Linked DNA regions of Macaca mulatta: region 1 is linked to region 2. Evidence: chromatin contacts called from public Hi-C data. All regions are on one chromosome and are shown on one strand. The core of a region is the stretch at or near the end of the contact, and the rest is flanking DNA. Distances in the headings are between cores, read along the strand shown.

Region 1 (7,397 bases), core at 308-2,807, 66 kb before region 2:
TATTTTTTGGGGACCTTTTGATGGGATGATGTGGAGGACTCTATGGAGGAAGCCAATTATAGACTCAGAATCTTTACCACGCTTTACACATTTAATAGTAAATACATGTTAGTAAGGCTTACCAATTGCTGGATGTAGCTCCATCTGCCCACATCCACGTTTTGTTTGCATCGTGCTTGCTCAGTTCAAACCAATATAAAGAGGGCCCTGATAATGCATCAATGATTCCTTTTACAAAATACAGAGTGCTGTCATAGATCTCTCCTAGTTTTCTCATTCTCACTCCCCTCCAGTGCCGTTGTCCCTGTTTAAGTCCATTATTATCTTTCATGGTTACCGCAAAGGCCTTATAACATGATTCCCTCCTTTTATATTTGCCACTCAGTAGCCAATCTCATCACAGCAAAGATTATGATTCTTTTAAAACTTAAGTCAGATCCTATTACATTTTCCCCTATAATTTGTCAATATCTCCCTATTTTGCCTGGAGCAGAAACTAAACTCTTTCCATTTAGCCTGCAAGACCCTAATGATCCACAGTCTTCACTCGCTCCCTCATTTGAGATACATTGACTGGCTGCTTCTTTTCTGTTCCTTGAATATTCCAGACATTCACAGGCTTTAAGACACACGGGCCAGCCATTTTCCTTTCCTGGAAAGATCACTTCCAGATATTCCCTTACCTGCTTCACATCCTTGCTAAAATGTCACCATCTTATTGGGATATAACCTTACCTGCAGTAAACCCACTTGGAGAACTCATTATATCCCTTAATTTGTACTTTTTTGCGTAAAACTTTCCAGCTTCTAACACAATATATAACTTACATATTTCATAAGATAATTTTTCATTGCTTATCTCTTCCCCTGGGATGTAAACTCCACAAGGGCAAAGATCTTTGACTCTTTGGTTTGCTAATGTATCACACCTTAGAAGAGTGCCTGTCTTTTAGTAGCTATTAAATGAGATTAACATTGCAAAGGAGAAATCTAACCATTTCCTTCTGAGAGTTGAGCCTGGCCAGGGATCCATAATATCTTTTGCAGTTTTCTCAGCCATTGATCCACGTTGTTTCATGTTCAGATTGAAAGAAGCAATTATTATTGATTCAGTTCCAGCCTTGTGGACATATGGTTAAATTTTCTAGGCATGTCTTATTTCCAAGGTGCCTTGGAATTCCAAGTGAAATTACCAGGTAATAGAGAAAAAGAATAAAGAAAGTATCAGAGAAAGAAAGAGTGAGCTTCAGAGTAAAATATTATTATATAGCTCAGACTAATAAAATGTGTTTTACTTACATATTCAATTTGAATGACTTAACTTTAAACATCAACTCAAAAATATTGAATATTGAGAACAGAACATGAAAGGAATAAACACTGGAGAACGAGATCTATGAAAAATTTTAAAACTCAATAACAAACTTCCAGAAATTCAGTATCTTCCAGTCATTTTCACTTCTTCTTTTTCAGACTACATGAATTTTCTTTATTCATCCATTCCTTTCCTAAAATTTGCTATGCTCTCTAGAACAAGTTGCAGTGTCAATAAACAAATTTTTCTATATTCGTAACTTCAGTGAGTTGGTTCCTATCATCGACTTAACTGAGGCTATATTGTCTTTCAAAGACAGCATTTCTCCAGAAGGTGGCGCTGTTTCCTTGTCCTTTATGAAACAAGAAACAAGGAGAGAAAAGAATGCTAAAATTTCCCTTTTAATTCTCCACTTTTTACTCCTTGAGTCACTGCACTAGATAAAGGAAGTTACTTGTTAAGGTATAATCCTGAAAGAAACAAGCTCTGAGAGCACCTCCTACCCACAGCTGAAATAAATAACTGGTTCATCTTCAAACCTGTGAGTGGGAAGATCCCTAACGGGAATGATCAACTAGCAAAATATGATTCTATGTAGTTGAGACCTGGTGTAAGACTGAGGTGAAAAAATCAAGTTATCAAAGTTATATGAAAGTGTCATGTTCAAAATTATTTTAAAATGTCAAACTCAAATCAATAACCAATATAAAACCCAAGTACTTAATTCAAAACTTGAGTCACTGGAAAGCCAGTTTTCTCATTCATTTACTAATTAATCCATTCTTTCATCTATGCAGTCAACAACTACCGACTGAGCACCTACTACATGCCAGACATTTTTGTAGCTCTATGAATAGTGTACATACCATACAGAAATACCTACTCTTATGGGACTTACGCATCTGAAATTATACAGTTTGTCGTAAAATAGATTGGAGTGAAGGGGAATCAGGAAATCAGGGTTGTTGGTAAAAAGATTAGGAAGCAAACCACAAGAATATGGCATCATGTAAGTCAAATGAATTTTTTTTTTTTTTAGAAAAAGGGGGTGCCAAAGGCTGCAGACAGGTTATATGGTAAAGTGAGGAGGGAGAATGGACCAGTGGATTTAGCAATATGGAAGTTATTGATGAACTTGAAAGACAAGTTTGGTGGAAACAGCAGAGTGGAAGCTTGATCCAAGTGGATTTAACAGAAAATGGAAAGATAAAAACTATTTTAAAACGCCATCAAAGGAAGTTTTTAAGGAGGTTGCTGTACCAAGGAGAAAAACAATAAATTGGTTGCTAAAGGGTAAGTGGGGTCTAATAAAGTTTGTTGTTTTTGTTGTTTATTTCTTCAAGATTGGTATAGATACCAGTATGTCATATTTGCTGATGGAGATGTTTCAGATGAGGATGAAAAAAGGATGATGTAGGAGAGTGGAGAATTACTAGGGTGATATTACTGACCCGGTGAAAGAATATAGCATCTATTGTAGAACATGAATACTGCATCTACAGTGCCAGGAGTCTAGGCAGAGTGTAGGGGCAGAGATGGAGTAAGTAAGAAGGTGTGGTGATGGGAGAATTTGGAAGTTTCCTACAAATTGTTAAAATTAGAACAAGTTGGAAGCAAGGGTATAGACATGAGAATGAGGATGAGGAGAATGAAGATGAAGGAGAAGATATAAATTACTAATGAATGGCAGTGAGTTAATGCACTAGGGAAATGTAATACAATTGCCAATTCCTCACCCTACTTCTTTGTAATTCCATCATGATTACACCTGGTGTGATTCGCTGACATGTATGTTCTTTCTAAGATGACCCTTGATAAATGCCTACTTGACTTTAAGATTTGGCACAAATATTTCTCCCTTCATTAAAGCCTTGACTACAAGCAGCTAACTTATAACCTCCTCTCCTGCTTCTAATTGAACATAGTTCTATTTAGTAATTATTTCTTTTGTGTTACAGTTGTTTGCTTACATGCTTCTTTATTCAGTTAAAGGTGAATTACTTTCAGGCAAGAAATACCATTGTTTTCATTGTATCATCCGCACGTAGCACTGTGCCTGAAGCTTGATACATATTTACTAAAAGACTGATTATTCTAGAAGGTGAAGCAGGTGACTAAGTTTGAAGAGCAATTAGATGCACTGTCTTGGAAACTGCTTTTACCTCTAAATCCTTCTATATTAAGAAAGGAAAGGCTAGTTACTGGTATCCAGCTGAATCGGTAATACAATAATGTTAATCATTAAGTTAATAATTTTAGCAGAAATTGTTCACTTACATTTTCTGGGAAATCCTAAAATTCCCCAAAGAAGAAAAGCAATGCCTCCACATATAAAAATTGAGATGATCATTATTTTCCTTTCTATTATCCCAAAGAGAAACACATTTCATTATCTTCCAAAGAGAAACAGATGTCATTATGTTACAAAGAGAAAAAAAAAACAAGCAAAGCAACAAAAAACCCATCATGTTTACTCTTTTCTCTATCTTCTGTGTGTTCTACTGTTCACAATTCAGCAATTAATATATCAGAAAAATAAGAAAGGAAACTAAGACCTAGCAGTTGAACATCAGGGGCCTCGAAGGTGCTTTGGCTCCACTTTCCTGTGCTATTTGGGAGAACTGTGTTACTAATTCTTCCGCCCTGCTTCCAGAACAGAAAACCAACGGTTTCCTCGTAGGGTCTTTTAATGAAATACTGCCTTTTCTAAGAGAAAATTCCAAGTATTTTTAATGAACTATTGTCTTTTCCAATATGATGGAGAAGGCTGGAATCGCCAATTATTATTATTATTATTATTATTATTATTGAAGTCTTTGTTTTATTAATAAAAACTGCTTTTATTTAAGATCTATATTATGGTCGCCATCCCCCACCCTGCCCTTCCCTCCCAATGCTAAAAGGCTGCAAGCTGGGATCAAGAAAAGATGCTAGAATAATCACACAACCTCATCCACCTGGCGTGTTGGTTTTCTGCTCCACAACTTCCCTCCCATCCTTCTTCTCGATCCCTTCTCCCTCCATCTCCAACCCTCACGAAGAAAGCTCTTCCTTCCGTGTGTGATCACAGAGGCTGGAATAATCCTGCGGGAGAATTGCAAATTGCTCATTATATTTGGCGAGTGCAAACCGCAGGAAACTGAGGACCCGGTTTTTCTGAGGGGTGGTGTAGCAGCAAGACTGTAGGAGAAACAGCGCAGCAACCTGGCCGCCTCCACTCAGCCCCACAGACTGGACTTCGGTCAGATGGCCCCCAGGGGCGTGTCATGTGCCTTCTCTGACCTTTGTATGAGGCAGGGGCAGAAACAGCAGCCGGGTATGCACCAGCGGTGCCTCTGCCCCGGCAGCGATGGCTCCACAGCCCCTGCTTTCCGCAGCTCACAATTGGCCGGGGCGCAGCGATAACTGAGAATCCAACCTAATAGGCACCTCACCTCCCACCTGCTTGCTACGCAGAGCAGAGAATGGGGAGTCCCACACCCTCCCTTTCGGGCTTCTTTATATTGTCTCCCTAAAAACCTTCGATTGGACACAGGTATATAACATAAATTGCCTGCACTGGAAAGTGCACACATTCTTTCACGCCACGAGGTGGATCTGCCCCCATTTTCTTGTTTTTAATAATTTTTTTCTGTTCTATATTTTTAACCACTGTGTTCTACGTGTATCTGTGGAGTGTTTAGTAAAATGTGGGGAAACAAAGCCATTGTTTTTACATGTTTTCATAGGAACTAATGAAAGCTTGTTTCCTATACAGACAGTTTTCATTTTGCACTGTAGTGTATGATAATAAAAACTACTGCACAAGCTGAAATCACACCAAGCTATTTGCATAATTAATAGGGAAAATTATGATTTTTTCCTTTATCTTCTCTTCCTGATTGAAAATTATCTTACTCTTACTCATAAACGTATAGTGAAATGTGAACAACAATAACATTAATATTTTTAAAGTATGTAGTAATTAAAACATTAAAAACATTGAGTTTCAAGTGTTTTGCTTTTAAAAAAAAAAAAACGAGTAGTGTGAATTGAGCACGTGCTCTTGTTGTATCGCTTACAATACGGAGCCAGCCTCTTTTCGACGCCTTCTCGAGCTTTTTCATTCCTAAATTTGGATAGACTTCCAATATACTACTCTTTGCACTTGAAATGTTAGGAAACATTCTGAGAGTTCATTTGATGTGAACACTCTAGCTCGTATAGCTTCCTCTGGGACCTCTTAATTCTTTTCCTCACAACCACTTACCTTAGTTTTGTCAATGAGTGTGCCTTCACTAAATTCCTCTGGTTGCATTATCTATAGACTTTTCAAAAGGTGAAGTATTAATAACCCTATCAACAGCTATTGCTTCTCTAACTTCATTTCTCCTCTATTTGCTTTTCCCTTCCAGCATCATTATTTTTTTGCTGTACTTTGTGTCACTAAGCAATTTCCTGTTTCGATTATCTTCTTGTCTTCCTATGTCAAATTTGTGACTTCCTGTGTCAATTTATGACTCTTCTTGTCTTTCTGTGTCAAATTTCCTCTGAAATTTGTCATACAGTGACAAATCCGTGTGACATTTACAAAATAATACAGAATAACTCTCCATGTTATTCTGTATTAACTGATAAAAGATGCAAGGTGACCAATCAATCATTGACAGACTTGGAAAAAAGTGACATGATTGGTCGTTAATCACAATACAAACCTCTTACGTATATAGTGATTCATGAGCTGAAAAACTAGCATGGAAGTTTCTACTTTATACCATTACTTACAGTAAATATAATACAAATGTAGATAAGTATGCTTAAAGAATTAAACTGTGCTGTTGAGGGGTTATTTAATTAAACTGTGGAAAGTGAAGTTTATGCGTATTAGAACCATGCAAAGTAAAGTGTATACACACACCCTACTCCCCACAGACATTCTCTTTAAAATATACATATACGGCCGGGCATGATGGCTCACGCCTGTAATCCCAGCACATTGGGAGGCTGAGGCAGGTGGATCACCTAAGGTTAAGGAGTTTGAAAGCAGTTTGGCCAACACGGCAAAACTTGTCTCTACTGAAAATATAAAAATTAGCTGGGCATGATGGCAGTTGCCTTTAATCCCAGCTACTCAGGAGACTGAGGCAGGGGAATCGCTTGAAGCCGGGAGGTGGAGGTTGTAGTGAGCTGAGATGGTGCCATTGCACTCCAGCCTGGAGATACAGATATGCAAACACATATGCATGTATAAGCATATATTGCATGTGTATAGACCTTATTCTATACATAAGAATTTTTTATACTTATTTATGTAATGTATTCTTGTGACTTCAGTAATTAATTAGCACAGATTTCAAAGCTATAAATGGTAGAAATGCGGCCTCTTGCAGTTCTGGAGGCCAGAGGTCTGGAATAAAGAGGCTCTGAGGAAGAACCTGCTTCACACCTCTCTTCCAGCTTCTGGGGGCTGCTGGCAGTCCCTAGTGATCCTTACCATGAAGTTGCACCATGCCAGTCTCTGCTTCTATCTTCTTAATGAGTGGAAAATAGTTCCTAGAATTCAACCAGAAGATTTCTCTCATTTTTCATTTACCTTGACAGACCAGATGTTCCTTCTTAAGATGATAACTTTCAAGAGGAATAGAAACAGTATGATTGGCTTAGACTAAATTCAACCAAGTCATTAGAGATAAGATCAACCTCTCCCTCATAGAAGCAAGTATATATATGGTGACGGGGGTATTGTTTTCTTCTCACAACACTCTTAGTATTTCACCTCCTACACCAGATGTGTGGGGAGGGGGTATCTCCTCGAATCAATAAATTATCTAGGGCAGGGGGCCCCAACCCCCGGGCCATGCGTCAGGACCGGTCCATTGCCTTTTAGGAATGGTCCATGGCCTGTTAGGAATGGGGTTGCGTAGCAGGAGGTGAGTGGCAGGCAAGAGAGAACAGCTTCATCTGTATTTACAGCTGCTTCCCATCACTTGCATTACTGCCTGAGCTCCACCTCCTGTCAGATCAGCCACTGCATTAGATTCTCATAGGAGTGGAAACCCTACTGTGAACTGTGAATGCAAGGGATCTAGGTTGTGTGCTCCTT
Region 2 (6,530 bases), core at 1,724-4,223:
ACCTTGCTACCGCCCAGTCTTTGCGTCTGTGCCATCTTTAAGAGCTGTAACTGTAATCCCAGTACTTTGGGAGGCCGAGGCAGGTGGATCACGAGATCGAGACCATCCTGGCTAACACAGTGAAACCCTGTCTCTACTAAAAATACAAAAAATTAGCTGGGGCAGTGGCGGGCACCTGTAGTCCCAGCAACTCGGGGGAATGAGGCAGGAGAATGGCATAAACCCAGGAGGCGGAGCTTGCAGTGAGCCGAGACTGTGTCAGATTGCGAGATTGCGAGTGTCTAGCCTGGGCGACAGAGCGACACTTGTCTAAAAAAAAAAAAAGAGCTGTAACACTCACCTTGAAGGTCCATGACTATATTCTTGAGGTCAGCGAGACCACGAACCCACCTGGAGGAACCAACACAGACCAGAACAGAGAGAGAAAACCATTCTTAATTTCTTATTTTTGTAATCACCTATTTAAACTGGTCCTATTAATGTCAATGGTCTCTGCCTTAATTCACCTAGAATAGTAAAAAGTATAGATTTATTATTTGTTTCCATATTTTTGATAGTGGAGTTTTGTTGATGTATGACTTAGAGCCTCCAACATTTTTTTGAGTATTTAATCAATTTGGAAAAAAACAATGAACAAGCAGCATATGTACATTTAGGTGTTTAGAGATCATGCACAATATTCCTAAAGAGAAAGTTTTCACATTGCCTTTCTGCACCTGCTTCACACCTGTGGAGTGAGTGCACCTCATGATGGACACCTTTGCCTAAGAAAATCTCCACACAGACATGAACGTTGGAAGTTTTAGATCACTCCCCAGTCATCTGAAACCACAAAACTCATACCAAATCCTCCACCTAAGTACAGTTATGTAATCATCTGCCTCTCCCCAAAGGAAAGTTTTAGAAGAGATTCCTTAGTTTCATCACTCATGTATAGCGTCCCCCTGCCCCGCCCATATTTTCCTGGGTTCTGTATTGACTACATACTGCTGCTGTAACAAATTGCCACACATGTATTATCTTAAGGCTCTGCAGGTTAAAAGTGTGACATGAGTCTCACTGGGCTAACATCAGGGCTCTCGCTAGGGATATATTCCTTTCTAAAGGCTCGCTCTGTGGAAAACGCTGTTTCCTTATTACCTTCCCATTATCTAGCCCAAATTCGTTGGCTCCTGGCTCCCTTCCTCCCTCTTCAGCTAGCAATATTGCATGTCCCTGAGCGTTCTTTTCTTTGTTTTGGTCACATCACCTTCTGACCACATCTAAGAAATATCCTCCATTTTTAAGGACTCAAGTAATCAAATCGCATCTACCCAGATAATCCAGGGTAATTTTCTCATCTCAAGGTCTGTAACCTTCAAAATTTACAGCATCTCCGTAGCTTATTTGATCAGTTACACTATTGAAAAACCGTAACAGTATCTGAAACGTCCCTTTTGCCAAGGTGAGCCGCCATATTCAGAGGTTCTCAGGATTAGAACGTGGGCATCCTTCAGGGCTATTATTCCACCTCCCGCAGATTCTTAACAACAATTTACTTTGTTATATAAATTAGTAAATTTAATGAAAAGTTATGGTAGGTTTAGAAGTAGGTTCAGTTTTTTAAGGTGTATGTAAATCCTATGGCTATAAATCCTATGACCAACTACATGTACAACATGTTGTTTTCTCCTGTTCTTCCAGATAATAGAACACTGTTTATACAAACTGTCAACTCTTTATTGCTCATGTTGTGTTGTTCAAATTTATAATATCACAGTTCAAATTTATAATATCACACAAAGCAGTGCAGTGAGTTTACTTCAATTGTACTGGATGCATCTTTTCAGAGTATTTTTAGACCTAAGCGAGATAAAATAGAGGTTGGTTATTTTATTAAGTTAAAAAAAAATAAAATCTAAATACATAGAAGTTTAAAGAGGCTTCAAGTCCTAAAGACACTCTAGAGATGCTCATTAACCAGTAGTTGTATGGATATTCAGTTACTTCAGTGCTCTTTGTAGCTGTGGTTGCCCCACACAGCATCATCTGATTTTGTAATCCGGATATACAGCATGCTTTCTATAAGAATTCCGCTACCCTGCAGGAATGACTGAAAGACAAACAAACGAACTAAAAGCAGTGAGCCGAGATCTCGCCACGGCACTCCAGCCTGGGCGACAGAGCGAGACTCCATCTAAAAAATAAAAAAATAAAAAAATAAAAAACTTAAAAAAATAAAAAATAAAACCAAAAACACCTTACCACGTGCCAGTCTCATTCTCTCTAGAATCGACCTGCTTTTTTCACTTTCACTCTCATGAAACTTCAGGTTTTAAAAATCTTTTAAAAATTTTGTCCTGTGTATTCCTTGCTGTCTGCAGGATTATTCTAGGGTGGTTGTTCTGTTAGGAACTTTTCCAATCTTGCCAGAAGAGGGCACTCCCATTCATACTCACGTTAAGTAGCTAAGTAGCTATCAATTTCTTCTCCATGCCCCATTACCAACACCATCCCTCTCTCTCTCTCTCTCTCTCTCTCTCTCACACACACACACACACACACACACACACACACACACACACACACACACACACACGTGTTTGAATTTCCTATAATAGCAGCCAGGTCTGTGACACAGCTCTTCCTGTCTTAATGTGTGTTTCTGCTTAATATCTGATGTGGCTGAGAATAAACTAGAACCAGCATCTCCAGGCAGATTAGCTAGCCTTAGGTAGATGTAAAGAAGATAACCTGACTCTTTTCTGAAACATTCAGAGCAGCCTCTACCTCCAGGATCATGGAGGTTCTCCACATTCCTCCCGTTCTGCCTCCAAGCACCCCTTCTTAGCTGCACAGCAAGAAACAATGCTGACAGAGCAGACAGTTTGAGATCTGTAACATTCTAATGAGAATATTTCTAAGGAGAATATTTGACTTTTCTCACTTTCTCTGCAGAGAAACAAATTGTCATTCTCCTCTTACAGAGGGGCAGTGGAGTGTGTCTGGGTCAGCTGAGTGTCTATATCAAAGCTCCCAGCCTTGAAAAAGACACCCTGTTCCCAGGCCTCAAGATATTAAAACGTTAATTAGATAATTTAAAGTAGGGTTTTCTTCTACAATGTCTGAAGAAGTGACCTACGCGACACTCACATTTCAGGATTATGCTGGAGCAAGGAATAACCGACATGGAAATAACCTAAGAAAAAAAGGTAGGAGTTCAGAGAACACCAGCTGTGTCATTGGGGGAGCGGACAGGTGTTAAATGATTTGAGGTGCCGGCTTTAATGCTGGCGTTAAAGACAGTGTGCTGTGAAATCTCCAAAATGGGAACAAATCTTGTGGAATGTAGTAGAAGAGTGAGTGTTCCCAAGGTTGAAGCGAAAATATGTGGCTTTCAGAACCTCTTTAAAATTGTGTGATATCACTATGTTTCAGGAAGCTCTGTGTTGTAGAGAAAAATTCTGACTGGACATGCCAGAAATTGAGCCTGGGGAATTAGAGATTTCTTTTTATGAATATAATCCTTGATATTTATACCTTGTTAGAGATGCCAGGAGGATATTCTTTCAGAAACCAGATTGGAGGCTTCTAAAATAGAGAAGATAGAGGACATTTTTCTTTTAGATGATGTAAGTTGCTTCAGAGAAAACTGGAAGATGAGTGAGTGGATTAGAAATGGATCAGAGCTAGTTTCTCTTTTGTCAGTAGTTTTTCAAATTTTAGGGTAGTTGAAATCCAAGTATAATTTGTAATGTTGAACCAGTAATAATAGTATCTGGGTAGTATTTTATGTACATTATATACAGATATAATTGTGATGACAATTCACGATAATATTTGAATATTAGTATTTTCTCCATTACATAGATGAAGAAATAATTTGTAATGTTGAACCAGTAATAATAGTATCTGGGTAGTATTTTATGTACATTATATACAGATATAATTGTGATGACAATTCATGATAATATTCGAATATTAGTATTTTCTCCATTACATAGATGAAGAAACTGAGGCTGAGAGAAATTAGATAATTTAACAAGCTCACACAACTGCTATGTGGGGAAGCCCAGACTCAGTGCTGGTCTTCAGCTCATTCTCTTATGCCTAATTGGAATAAATAGCAGTCTCCATGTTCAAGAATCAAACCAGATTCTGTGGACATAAGACCACATCTCTCATTTTCAGATATGTTAACTATCCAGGTTCTCCTGAATCATGTCAGTCATCTGAACTTCTTTCTCCTGCCCTCTAGATTTATCTTTACATTTTGTGTGGTGCATGACATTTGAGGGAAGGATAGCTACAAAAAGATGATGGGAATAGACTTTGCATGTGTCTAATAAAGGTGGTTCCACATTTTTGCCTTTTTTTTTTTAACTTCTAATTCTAATCTGTGAGGAAAAAGGGAGGTGTGGATATGGTGCATATCAGTGCACCTGGAGACTGTAACGCTATATCTAAAATATTGGGCTAGATGTTATTTGGACCTAAATCAAGGAACACGAAGCTAAGGAAAATATGACAATCATTGATATTTTAGACAACAACTACTACAAGTAGGATGCTAATGGCTTTCTGGTCTATTCTGCTGTTTGTAAGTTAGACTGCACATTCTTTCTTTCATTCAGTATTCATTCATTAGTTATTAGGTTATAAATAGCATGAATAATAGATAAGTTATTGTTAACAGGTAAAAGATACTTTAAAAAGTAGAATCCACTTTTACAAGGCAGATAGAACATCTGCCTTATAGAGACTTTTGAGCTCAAAAGCTTGAGGTGTCTCCTACTGTCAGTATCATCCAGAAAAACACTTTATAGATCTCTCATTTATGAATTCAATAAACTTGAGGAAGAAAAGTGGGTAATGGTGTAAAGCAAAAACCTTGAAATTAGGAGAAGCTTCCTCTTAAAGGGAAGAAGAGTGGTGGAGAAATGGAGGGGAACCAATGACGGCACCCTCATTGCACTTCATATTAGGTAATTTCTTTTTCTTTTTTTTTTTTTTTTTTTTTGAGACGGAGTCTCGCTCTGTCGTCCAGGCTGGAGTGCAGTGGCCGGATCACAGCTCACTGCAAGCTCCGCCTCCCGGGTTTACGCCATTCTCCTGCCTCAGCCTCCCAAGTAGCTGGGACTACAGGCGCCTGCCACCTCGCCCGGCTAATCTTTGTATTTTTAGTAGAGACGGGGTTTCACCGTGTTAGCCAGGATGGTCTCGATCTCCTGACCTCGTGATCCGCCTGCCTCGGCCTCCCAAAGTGCTGGGATTACAGGCTTGAGCCACCGCGCCCGGCCCCATATTAGGTATTTTCTAAATGAGGGCATTAAAGGAGCAAGAAAGAAATGTTAGTATCTGGAAGCTCCCTAAGTGTGAGAAATAAACAAACCAAAGCGAAACAAGCACAAAGCAGTTCTGTTTGCTAATTGCTTTGTGGGCTTTCTCCAGGGCATCCAGCTCCATCTCCCATTTGGCGTCATGCTGCCCTGGGTCTGCTAACTCTTTGCCTGATGTTGCTGATTGGGCTGGTGACGTTGGGGATGATGTGTAAGTAAATCCGCATCGAACCCAACAAAAGCAAGTAGAAAACATATTTGTAAACCATGTGTAATCAGCTTGGATTGCAGATGGGTCCTAGCATCCTGAATCCTCTGATACTTTTCTGCTGTCTCATATCTCTCCTATTCGTCATATCTTCCCAATAAACCGGCAAAAGACATTATCAGGATGTGGTTCTAAATTCATTGTTTTATCTTGATAAGCTAAACTGGACTTAAATGAAGACTCTTTGTTTCTAGTTATTCATTAGGATAAAGAGCCTCTTTTCTGCCTAGACACACATTCACTTATCATTCCAAGGCTGAGAAATAAAGTCAAGAAATATGTACTGAAGGAAGTGCATGCTATATTATTTACCAGGAAGACTTAGCACTAGACTAGGCTCAGTCTGCTTACATGAGACTTCTCTAGTGGAGAGAAATCTTCCAAGTAGCAGCAGCAGCCTGATTTCTATGAATGAGAAAGACATATAAACAAGGAGGAAGAATGGCCTGATACACTTTACCAACTAAGAGAGTTGAACCATCTCCACATGACAATGGAAGCTCCACTCTCAAGCACCACGGCCACAAAGTAACGGTCTATTGATTCTGACCCATCCTTGGGCAGTTGGGGATGAACATGGTAGGGAGTTCTTGAGTAATGAGGAAAACATCCTGAGAATACAAACTTTATAGAGTTGTTAAGTGTATGGTATACAGAGTAGTGAATTGGCATGGTATTCACTTACAGGGAACTCATAGTCAAGAAAGTTAATTTGCTGAATGATACTAACATCTCCTCTGCCACATTCATTTCTTTTTAATAATTTAATGGATAATTTTTTAAGATTTAATTGATAATGAGGATTTGGACATATCTTTGTCAACATAAAAAGAGGTTAATGATGTACCTTGCTCTTTTGAAAAGGAATATGATGTTCAAGCAGCAGTGACAGATATTCTGGAGCCAATCAGTATGAGATTAGCAGCTGATCTTCTACAATAATG

Evidence for each region. A called contact is a pair of places that touch in the nucleus more often than the background predicts.
Region 1: a contact with region 2 is called in a Hi-C map of blood, with 11 times the contacts expected there. The contact joins the enhancer-like site here to the promoter of CLEC12B in region 2. A contact is called at or near these places in 4 of 14 Hi-C or Micro-C datasets (CD4 T cells, blood, cortical neurons and 1 more).

The regions. Positions count from the first base shown.
Region 1 is chr11:10,603,966-10,611,362 of T2T-MMU8v2.0, reverse strand. No RefSeq gene overlaps it. Among named protein-coding and RNA genes, the nearest start is that of CLEC2A, 17 kb to the left of the region's middle. Within about 2 kb of position 1,557, at least 1 of the 40 cell types and tissues checked has an H3K27ac peak or open chromatin away from gene starts, as enhancers often do. A contact at or near this core is called in blood, where this site is marked.
Region 2 is chr11:10,540,487-10,547,016 of T2T-MMU8v2.0, reverse strand. CLEC12B (C-type lectin domain family 12 member B) reads left to right here and starts at 2,973. Exons shown (of 6, transcript NM_001194659.2): 1 at 2,973-3,191; 2 at 5,431-5,529. The coding sequence starts at 3,101. It overlaps CLEC1B (C-type lectin domain family 1 member B), which reads right to left and starts at 6,070. Exons shown (of 7, transcript NM_001194753.2): 1 at 6,047-6,070; 2 at 3,133-3,178.